3 separate regions of the Mus musculus genome follow, and all the other regions are linked to region 1. Evidence: chromatin contacts called from public HiChIP or PLAC-seq data. All regions are on one chromosome and are shown on one strand. The core of a region is the stretch at or near the end of the contact, and the rest is flanking DNA. Distances in the headings are between cores, read along the strand shown.

Region 1 (3,240 bases), core at 236-2,735:
TTTGGTCATGGTGTCTCTTCACAGCAGTAAAACCCTAACTAAGACAATCCCCCAGCACTAAAGAAAGACCATCAGCATCTCTCAGGCCTGGAGAGATGGCTCGGTAGGCCTCTGGCTGCTCTGACAGGGGACCTGGGTTGTTCAGTTCTCAGCACCTACACAGCAGATCTTTTATAAGCATCTGTAACTCCAGTTCCAGGGGATCTAGCGCCCTCTTCTGTCCTCTGAGAAAACTGCATGCACACTGCATATATGTATGTATATATATACATGTATATATATATGTATATATATATACATGTATACATACATACATACATACATACATACATTCATACATACATATGCTGACAAACACTCATAATATAGAATACATAAATCTTTTGAGTTGGGCATAATGTTAGCACTCAGGAGGCAGAGACAGGCAGATCTCTGAGTTTGAGGCCATCCTGGTCTACACAGAGACTTCCAGGGCAGCCAGGGCTACACAGTGAGACCCTGTCTCAAAAAAAAAAAAAAAAAAGGGGGCTGGTGAGATGGCTCAGTGGGTAAGAGCACCCGACTGCTCTTCCGAAGGTCCAGAGTTCAAATCCCAGCAACCACATGGTGGCTCATAACCATCCGTAACAAGATCTGACTCCCTCTTCTGGTGTGTCTGAAGACAACTACAGTGTACTTACATATAATAATAAATAAATCTTAAAAAAAAAAAAAAAAGAAAAAAAGAAAAAAAGAAAAAGAAAAAGAATCCAGGCAGAATCTGTCTAGAAACTGAAGAAAGACTTCAAGGTCACAGATATCCTGGCTACAGAATGAAACCCTGTCTCAAAATAAATAATACCCGGGCTGGTGAGATGGCTCAGTGGGTAAGAGCACCCGACTGCTCTTCCGAAGGTCTGGAGTTCAAATCCCAGCAACCACATGGTGGCTCACAACCATCCGTAATGAGATCTGACACCCTCTTCTGGAGTGTCTGAAGACAGCTACAGTGTACTTACATATAATAAATAAATAAATCTTTAAAATAAATAAATAATACCCAATCTCCACAGGTAATTAGGCCTCTGGTCTCAAGCTCTGACTCACAGAGCAGTTCCTTCCTGTGTTCTCTCCCACTGCTACACAACCCTGGCCATGCTGCTAAGGCCTGGCCTCCTCTGAAGTGTGGGATGTGACTGCCTCTGTTTAACAGATGGGGAAACTCAGGCCCAGTCAAGCTCACACTGTGACCTCAGGCCTTGACCAAGGCTCCTGGCTCTCCTGCATGGCCCTGCTAAGTCTTTGGGGAACACCACTGCAGGGAAGCAAAACTGCAGGGGAGCACGACTGGGGAGGGGCACCCCTGGGGAGAAGCATCACTGCTGGGAGCACCACTGGGGAGGAGCACCACTGGGGAGGAGAATCACTCAGGGTGAGCATCACTGGAGAGGGCCACCACTGGGAAGGAATGAGTACAGCCTAACGTGGCTTTCTCATTGCTAAAGCAAGGCTTGGTTCAGAGGGCTGGAGGTGGCAAGGGAAGACACATTCTTGGAGCCCCATTGGGGGGAGCTAGATCTCTCCACTCTCATTTCCAGGTACAGGCTTTCTCATGAATCTCCAGTACTGAGGGCAAGCTGGGATCAGCTACTAAGTCAGAAAGTGTGAGAGCACCGGGCAGAGGCTACCTGAGGCTAGTGAGCTGTGATGTTCTGAGGACGAAACACCAGCCACAGTGGAGCCGGCTGCAAAACGCTACATCCATTCCAGTAGTGACACGTGTGACAGGCCCCAAAAACCTGGATATAGTCCAGAGGTGAAAAGTTCACGGAAACTTGGTCCCCTGGAAATTTGGCATCCCCATAGCTAGAATGCCCCAGATTTGTCCCTGCAATAATGTGGAGGGTCTTGCATGCTTTCTTACAGTATTTTACTGGATAAGAGTTAGAAATCTCAGGGCAAGCTACTCCCATATGCAAAAATTTACCATTATCTAGGAAGAAGGAAGATTGGGGTCTAGGGAGGAACCAGAGTAGATACTTAGAACTATAGATAGCTGAGTTACACCCATACACAGGAATTTACAATGGCCTATGGGGAAGGTGGACTATACAATAGACTAGAATAGGAACTACGGCAAGGGCACGATGCCCTTACCCCTGACTTCTAAGATTAAGCTGACCTTAGGTGGGGCTGCTTTTGATCCCAGATGTTAACATTGAATTTTATCCCAGCTGGTTCCTGTTAGCTTTTAAGTACACATTTCCCTGTTTTGTGTAAAAGTCACTTATAAGACTGCTGCTCACTTTGAGACAAATTACATTCAGATACCACACTCCCTTGTGTTAATATTGTCACCAACTCTTTGCCCAACTGAAACCGGGACCCCCAAATTTTTTTCTGCAGATTAAGGGGGGCTGACTGAGCCCGGTCCGCCGCAGCAAAACAGTCTCCTAATGAGTCCAAAATACAGAGTCTAGAAGTGGAGGAGTCCTGGGTTCAGTGGCTAGTACTGCATAGACTGGCCGTCATGGCACACACTTGGGAGGTACAGGTGGGATTATCACAAGGGCAAGTTTATCCTTGGGGTTTGAGGCTAGCCTGGGATACACAAAATTCAAAACAAAAAAACAAAACAAAACAAAAAAAATCCAAAACAGGGACTGGAAAGATGGCTCACTGACTGCTCTTTCAAAGGTCCTGAGTTCAATTCCCAGCAACCACATGGTGGCTCAAAACCATCTGTAATGGGATCCAATGCTCTCTTCTGGTGTGTCTGAAGACAGCAACAGTGTACTCACATAAAAAAATAAATAAATCTTAAAAAAAAGCAATGTTCTTTCCCAGGAGACCCTGAGTGTTTGGAGCAAGACGGAGGAACCATCAAGCCACGTTCAAATCCCTTCGACTCCTCTTATTAACCTTGGACAACCTGCATCCCACCTCTGGGCCACAGCTTGTCATGAACACAGGAGACATAACCAAGGGACCTGCTCACTGTAGTTCGTGGTCTCCTCTCCTCTAAGAAGCCCTAACCTCTGAAAGTGGCTGGCAGCAGCTTCGCTGCTCTCCTACCGTCGACCCAGGAAGTGGCTCCATTCCCCAAAGCACTCAGGAGCCTCTTGATCAAGGCCAGAGACTCAGTCTCCATTTCTGAGGAATGGGCTAATTCACCCATGCTGTGTGTGTGTGTAAAAAGCTCCCAAAGGCAAGCACTCATTGCCCAAACAGATGTCCCAAGAGGAGGCGTCCTCGACCTCT
Region 2 (3,240 bases), core at 360-2,859, 95 kb after region 1:
GAAAACATTTCTAGGTCTAGATTAGATTGAACAGAGACTAGAAGCTTCCAGGACCAGGCCTAGGTTAGCAGACAGGGGCAGTAAACGTCAGAGACAACAATCATTTCTGGCAAATAATAGCTTCTTTTACAGGGGACTGGAGAGATGGTTGAGAGTACTGGCTGCTTTTCCAGAGGACCTGAATTTGGCTCCCAGCATCCACATGGTTGCTCATCACCAGCTGTATCTTCAGCTCTAGGGGATCTAACGCCCTCTTCTGGTCTCTGTAAGTATATGCATGTGCATGAGGCACACATACTATAAGTGCAGTCAAACAGCCATACACATACTATAAATATAAAGGTGGTGGGGGCTGGAGAGATGGCTCAGCAGCTAAGAACACTTGCTGCTCTTCCAGACGGCCTGTATCAGGGGCCTGAAACTCAAAGACTAGGGAATCAAATACCCTCTCCTGGCTTCTAGAGGTACCCTACTCCCCCAACAGGCATGAACATATATACGTACACACACATACACAGAACTTATAAAACATTAGGAAAGAACGTTCCTCTCTTCCTTCTGTCCCTGTGATCCTCCATCCAGTCATGGCTCTTGTCCATGGGAAGCATGGAAGTCACCATCTTGGAAGGTGAATATTTTTCTCCTTTCTCCACTTATTCACACCAGAGCCTGGAGTTCTCTAGGCTTCTGAGGAGCTATTTAAATGTACAGACAGCAGACCCACACCCAGGGGGCTTCATGGTCTTGGATGGAGTCAACTGATTATGCACAACTCTCTCTCTCTCTCTCTCTCTCTCTCTCTCTCTCTCTCTCTCTCTCTCTCCCAACAGCATCTCACCTCGTAGCCCTATCTGGCCCGGATCCCACAGAGATTCACCTGCCTCTGTCTCCAACTGCTGGGGATCCAAGTTGTGTACCACCATGCCTGGCTTGTTTAACTTTTGAGATGTGGTTTGATATGTGCCCCATCTGTCCCCAAGCTTTCTGGTAACCCAGGCAGCCTTTGAACTCACGATCCTCCTGCTTCGCCCTTCCTGTGCCACCACACCCAGGCATGATGGATGTTCACCCAGCATGCTCTTATGTGTCAGGCACATGCCTCTGGGCACTTGAGATGCATTTGAGAAAATTCAAGGAGCTCAAGGGAGGGTGGAGAATCTTCATTCAAAGGGAAGGGCATCAAGGCAGGGACTCTGCTGTTTACTTCTGAATCACAGGCCGCAAAGATCACAACGCTGGCTGAGTAACTGAGTTACCCTTCCGCCTTCTAGCCTTCAGTACCCAACAGGATCCTTTTCTGGGCCCTCAGCTCTGTGATAACAATCTTTTCAAACTGTTCTGCCATCAGCGTGCTACAGTGCCTGGTGGCACCTAATAGGTGCAGTGTAATACGTGGAGTACATTTCCAGAAATCTATACTCCGTTCTAGAGCTTAAGCTTCCGGGACATCAAACGGACATTAATCAATTCGTACAAATACTCAGGGAGGGAGGCTTCTTCTGGACGGTCGGGGTGTCCCGCAGACACCCCAATCAGAGGACCGTGGGCTCCTGGGAGCAGCAGGGCTCGCCCCGCCCCCTCCACCGCGCAGCCCTCCCCTCGTCCTCCGCCCACTCCTGTCGGTCTCCCGGCGGTGGCAGCGGCTGGCTTTGTCTCCCGGGCAGGGCTCCCTCCCCCAGCAGCTAGCTGCCCAGCGAGGAAGCGGTAGAGCTGTCCAGCATCCCGGTGCTGAAAGCCGGAGCACCGGCCCTTGCTCCACCATGTAAGGGTCATGCCCAGGCTCGCCCTGGCGCACCGCGGACATGGAGGAGGATCTGTTCCAGCTCAGGCAGTTGCCGTGAGTACCGCGGGGGGCGAAGGGAGGCTGGCAGGGCGCCCTTTAGAAGAGCAAAGCCTGCAGGGGTGCATCCCCGCACGGCCTCTTGGATTGGAAAATGCTGTTACAGACGGAAGAATTGGGCCTGGAGGAGACAAGCCATTTTCTCAGCCCAGCTTCTGTTTCTCATTCATTTCCCTACCCCCCCCCCCCCAAGATCTGTCAGGACCTTGTGGGAATCCTTAGTTTCTGTGTTTTCCCTTGGAAATCGCTCTCAACCCCGAAGGGGGTTTGAGGTCTAGGCTGTGAGAATGCATTGGATGCTGTTTGGAAATGTGGGCTGAATTGACAAGGGCTGACATCTGTCCCTTTCCAGCCTTTCTCCTATACTATGCAATTCCTGATTTTTCCCCCCTACAAGGTCTTTCGGAAAGGAACGGTGTGAGGTTGCAAACTGCTTTCTAAACAGCACGTATGCTTTCCTAGAGGAGAGGCTGTTTGTGTAGCACGTGAATGAGACGGCTTGTGAGTCCTGGCTTGAGACTCTTGTCTTCTGAATGAAAGGTTGGGGGGGGGGTAGCTAGCTGGAGTATGCTTTGGCTTGGACACACCAGGAATGCATTCCTTTGAGGTTGGAAAATTTCTGGGGATACCTACTTCACTGAGAATCTTGTGGGAACCACAGAGAGGCAGTGGAAAAGACAGAGAGGCCTTCAGAGGTATTTACAGATAGCTTTCCTGCCACAGCAATGGTGTTTTGTTAAAGCAAATTCCAGGATTCCCGTTTTAATTTTTAACTGGCAGGTGGAAGTCAATTCTGCTTGGGTCTGTTGAGAAGGACTGGGTATTGTTAGCATGTGTAACTTTAAAAATGGTGTGCCCCCCCAAACCTCAAGCCACGGAGGAACCCTCTCAAGTGACTTTTAGTGTGACTGGTCTGGCTCTCTGAGACTCTTGAGTGTTTGTGGGGGTTGCCATATTTACTTCTCAATTCGGTCAAATTATTTTTCATTACACAGCTTTCAGGAATTAAAATTGTACTTTTACGCTTCTGTTAATAGATCCATAAATACCCCCCAACTAATGACAGCTTCATTTCACGATGCTAAAGGGTACCCGCTTCTAATACCCCAAAGCAAAAAATATAACTCTCAGAACAGACAGCCCTCCTCAAGGAAATCATGCCACGCTCCCTGAGCTCAAACACTGTGTTCCCAGAGCCCAATGATCACCCCGAATACAAAGGCAACCCACAAACTGAAACAATGTTGCTCAGAATAAGAACACGTACTGGGATGTCAGCTTTTAGTGGAATGAATTTTCACACCCCAGCAGACCATGTGATCATGGCAAAGGACATATGTGCCTTTAGCTTTCCAGAATGTAGGCATCATGACATTACATACTAATTTTTTTTCCATAGC
Region 3 (3,240 bases), core at 194-2,693, 88 kb before region 1:
CCCCCGGCCTTCCTTTCTATAACAGTTTACAGGCTTCATCGTTAATGACCACTCCAGCTTTGGGAACACAGAACTCCCCACCCCTCAACAAAGAGCCTCCCCGCCTCCCCGCTGCCCCACAAGCCCAGGACCCCTATCCAATCTTAATGGAAAGTAGGATTATTTCAAAGGGAAGTTAAAACACCCACAAACGCTTGGGATAACCAAACAGGTGAATTAGTCCTGGAGCATCCGGGGACGTTCAAAGTAACACAGACCGTGTGAAGTATTTCATCCATCTTTGTGACTAGCCCAAGTCAGATTTTAAACATAGTCAGTCGGGAAGAGGAAAACTGAGGCGTTCCCCAACCACAGCCTGGATCAATATAATCTACGTTTCTCCCGGGTGAACTCAAGCCCCAGGTGACCGGTTTACGTATTACTCTGGCAGAGGAGAAGGAAGTGAGGGTGCCCAGGTGCCACAAGGAAGCCCTGGCCGAGCACTGAGGTCATAACCACCTGGGGGCATGGCACGGAGTGCTGAGTACCCGGCACCCAGCGCTGGAAGCCTGAGTTCTGCCTGAACTTAAGGGTTCCCGGGTCACAGTGAGGGACACCCAGCGTGGGACACAGCCGGGGTTGGCTGGGCAGGGGCAGGCTGGATGTAGCTGCCCGGTGGGCATCAGGATCCCTGGGCCCCATACGAAGCCGAGGAGACCCGGGAGGAGGAGGGATGGGATGGGGGCACGGGGCCAGGGACATCCCAGGTGGAGAGGCCCCCCGCAGCCTTTGACCACTGGAGCGAGCTGCAGAGCGAGCTATGAAGTTGCGGGGTCCTGTCCCGGGCAGCCCGTGCTACGCGCCACCTTTCCCGCGGCGAGAGCGGGGAGGAGCCCAGAGCAACGCGGGAGCCAGAGCGGGTCACGGTCCCCAACGGCCTTCGGCGTTCAGGGCGCAGCCGCACTCCCCTCTGCGCTCCTGGACCTTGTCGCGGCCCCCGGCGTAGCGCGGGCTCAACTTTCTCGGAGCCACAGGTGGCCCGGGCGCATTCCCTGGGTGTGTGTAGGGGTAGGAGGTGGGGGTGGGGGACTGGTTCTGTGCGTGCGCCTCTCGCTCCTCCGCCCACCCCCCCCCCCCGCCCCCAGGTCCCCTGCAGCATCTACATCTCAGTCCTGCCCATCATTCAGCTCGCCTGTTTGCAAAGTTGGAAAAGGGGTGTCTCTCCCTCGGTGACCGCCCCACCCCAGGGCCGGGAGCCGCGGGGCGCACGAGGCTGACTTGCTGGGGCCCGCCCGCTGAAATCTCCTTGACCCTGCCCTGTAACTGACCCTTAGGGAAAAGGAGGGGAAAGGACCCCCAACAACCCGGCACGTCTACTGCGCATGCTCAGAGTTGGACAGCTCCAGAGAGGGAAATTTAAAAACGGATCGAGCTGCGACGGTGGCCAAATTGCAGACAGCGAGGGGCGAGCGAAAGGGAGTCCCCCCCTACCGCAGCGCCACCCGCCCCCAGCCAGCCAACCCAGGACCTGCTCCAGGTACCACGGTGCTGCCCGGGCTGCGCGCCCCGTCGGAACCACGGGGGCTTCACCAGGGCAGGAGGCTTCCCACACCTGCTTCAAGCTTGGCTTAGAGGATTTAGGGGTGTCCCCCTCCCCGAGTCTTATTTAATGTCGCGTTTGTGGGTGGCCGGGTGGGTGGTGCAGTGCGTGAACTGATTTTCCAGCACCTGTGTGGGGTCTCCTTCCAAGGCGAGAGACCGGGCGGGGATGGTTCCCCTGGCCCCATCAAGCCCCGCTTTGATGATCTCTTCATTTCCAGGCCGTTCATAGCAGAATAGTGGTGGGGATTGCGGCTTGGAACCGAATGGAGTTCTTCCGATTTCTATTTGGCCTGGGTTTTCCAAAGCTTGGCGCTTCCATTTAGGGGCTCCCCCTCCCCCTTCTTCTCCTTGAATTTGAAAGAACTTGGAATTTCACTCACTGTCCGTCCTTAGTTCTTAACCTCCTGCCCTCCCCGCCCCCCCCCCCCCCCGGCCTCGGGATTGTCCTGCAATTGTGACCCTTTTGGGTCGCTTCTGAACTGTGGGAAACTGGGGGTCTCTGCCCTACATCAGTGCTGATGGAAACTTTTTCTTTTTTAACTTTTTTTTTTCATCCCTAAGGAAATGATAGAAAGTGGCATTTGGTCCAGAATGTCAGAAATGATCAGAAGCTCGGGGCACAGCCACCACTGCTCTCCACAGGAATACAGGTGAGGAGGCCCTGGCTCCGTGCTGGTGGGGGCGCTCTCCACAGGAATACAGGTGAGGAGGCCCAGGCTCCGTGCTGGTGGGGGCGCGCCTGCCTTGTCTGTGAGCTACGAAGTGTGAGCTTTGGAGTGAGCAGCTCTCTGCAGTTTTGTGTCCCCTCTAAGGGTGTATCTCTCGTGGGTCACAGACTATGGGCAGCCTGGTGACCCCAGCAGCTATTGCTCCCCATCCAGTGACTCCAGCAAGGGTTCTAGGAAATGGTCCCCACCCCACCGTGCCCCAAAGCACTCAGGATGTTGCAAGGTTGTAGGTCACAACTGTGAGTTCTTAGCCCAGCTGTGTGACTTTTAGCTAGTCCTTTGCCCACTCTGGACCTGGTTTTCTCCTCGTATAAATAAATGGGGCCGTGATTTAGATGACCTCAGGGTCTCTTTTGGAGTCCAAAGGGCCAACAAGCCTCAAAGTGAAGCCCAAGAATGGTTCTTGCAGCAGGATCAAAGTTCAGGGGAATGTGGGGGAGCCTTATGGAACTTCCCTCTTTGTGGAAAGACATTAGGGGTTTCAGCCAAAAACCAAACCCAAACAAAACCTTCTTTACAGGTGGGAGAACTGAAGCCCAGAGCAGAGCACACAGAGACTCGGGGAGGGAGGGGGGAGGAGAAGGAAGGTCACAGGGTCCCCTACTAGCCTCTCTTCCTTGAGATGGAGTGGCCTGACCTGGTTCCCAGGGCCCTAAAACCAGCACCATGTCTTGGCTGAGTAGTGGGGCCACGATGGGGGCTGCCCCGGGAAAGCCAGGCTGTCACCTCAGATCAGCCCTGTTTACCCAGGGGCTGTCTGGCTCGGGCTCCCACTGCAGCCCCAGCCGTGCCTCCCGAGGCCGCAGGCAGCCTCCAATTAGAAGAAGGCTGCTGTTCTAGACACAAAGGAGCCAAGGATTCAAACAGCTGGGTTTATCTTATTGGGGTGGTGGTGGTGCGTGTGCCCTTGTGTTTCCGTGTGTCTGTGTGT

Evidence for each region. HiChIP or PLAC-seq counts read pairs in DNA pulled down with a chosen protein or histone mark.
Region 2: an H3K27ac HiChIP or PLAC-seq map of embryonic stem cells shows a contact between it and region 1, with 6 read pairs. The contact joins the promoter of Svop here to the enhancer-like site in region 1. A contact is called at or near these places in 1 of 39 promoter capture datasets (macrophages), 1 of 15 datasets of contacts at CTCF or cohesin (the NIH/3T3 cell line), 5 of 484 Hi-C or Micro-C datasets (embryonic stem cells, muscle stem cells, nephron progenitors and 1 more), 4 of 115 datasets of contacts at active chromatin or transcription factors (the SCID.adh cell line and embryonic stem cells) and 3 of 9 other capture datasets (adipose tissue, liver and pancreatic islet).
Region 3: a contact with region 1 is called in an H3K27ac HiChIP or PLAC-seq map of embryonic stem cells, with 9 read pairs. The contact joins the promoter of Foxn4 here to the enhancer-like site in region 1. A contact is called at or near these places in 2 of 484 Hi-C or Micro-C datasets (both in embryonic stem cells), 7 of 115 datasets of contacts at active chromatin or transcription factors (the 230-238 cell line and embryonic stem cells) and 4 of 9 other capture datasets (adipose tissue, embryonic stem cells, liver and 1 more).

The regions. Positions count from the first base shown.
Region 1 is chr5:114,184,271-114,187,510 of GRCm38.p6, reverse strand. All of the region lies in intron 2 of Acacb (acetyl-Coenzyme A carboxylase beta), which reads right to left. Among named protein-coding and RNA genes, the nearest start is that of Acacb, 20 kb to the right of the region's middle. Within about 2 kb of position 1,485, at least 9 of the 459 cell types and tissues checked have an H3K27ac peak or open chromatin away from gene starts, as enhancers often do. A contact at or near this core is called in embryonic stem cells, where this site is marked.
Region 2 is chr5:114,089,749-114,092,988 of GRCm38.p6, reverse strand. It overlaps Svop (SV2 related protein), which reads left to right and starts at 1,609. Exons shown (of 16, transcript NM_026805.1): 1 at 1,609-1,837. The coding sequence starts at 1,803. Gm16108 (predicted gene 16108) reads right to left here. Exons shown (of 3, transcript NR_166617.1): 3 at 3,105-3,240.
Region 3 is chr5:114,271,964-114,275,203 of GRCm38.p6, reverse strand. It overlaps Foxn4 (forkhead box N4), which reads left to right and starts at 1,443. Exons shown (of 10, transcript NM_148935.2): 1 at 1,443-1,516; 2 at 2,143-2,231. The coding sequence starts at 2,146.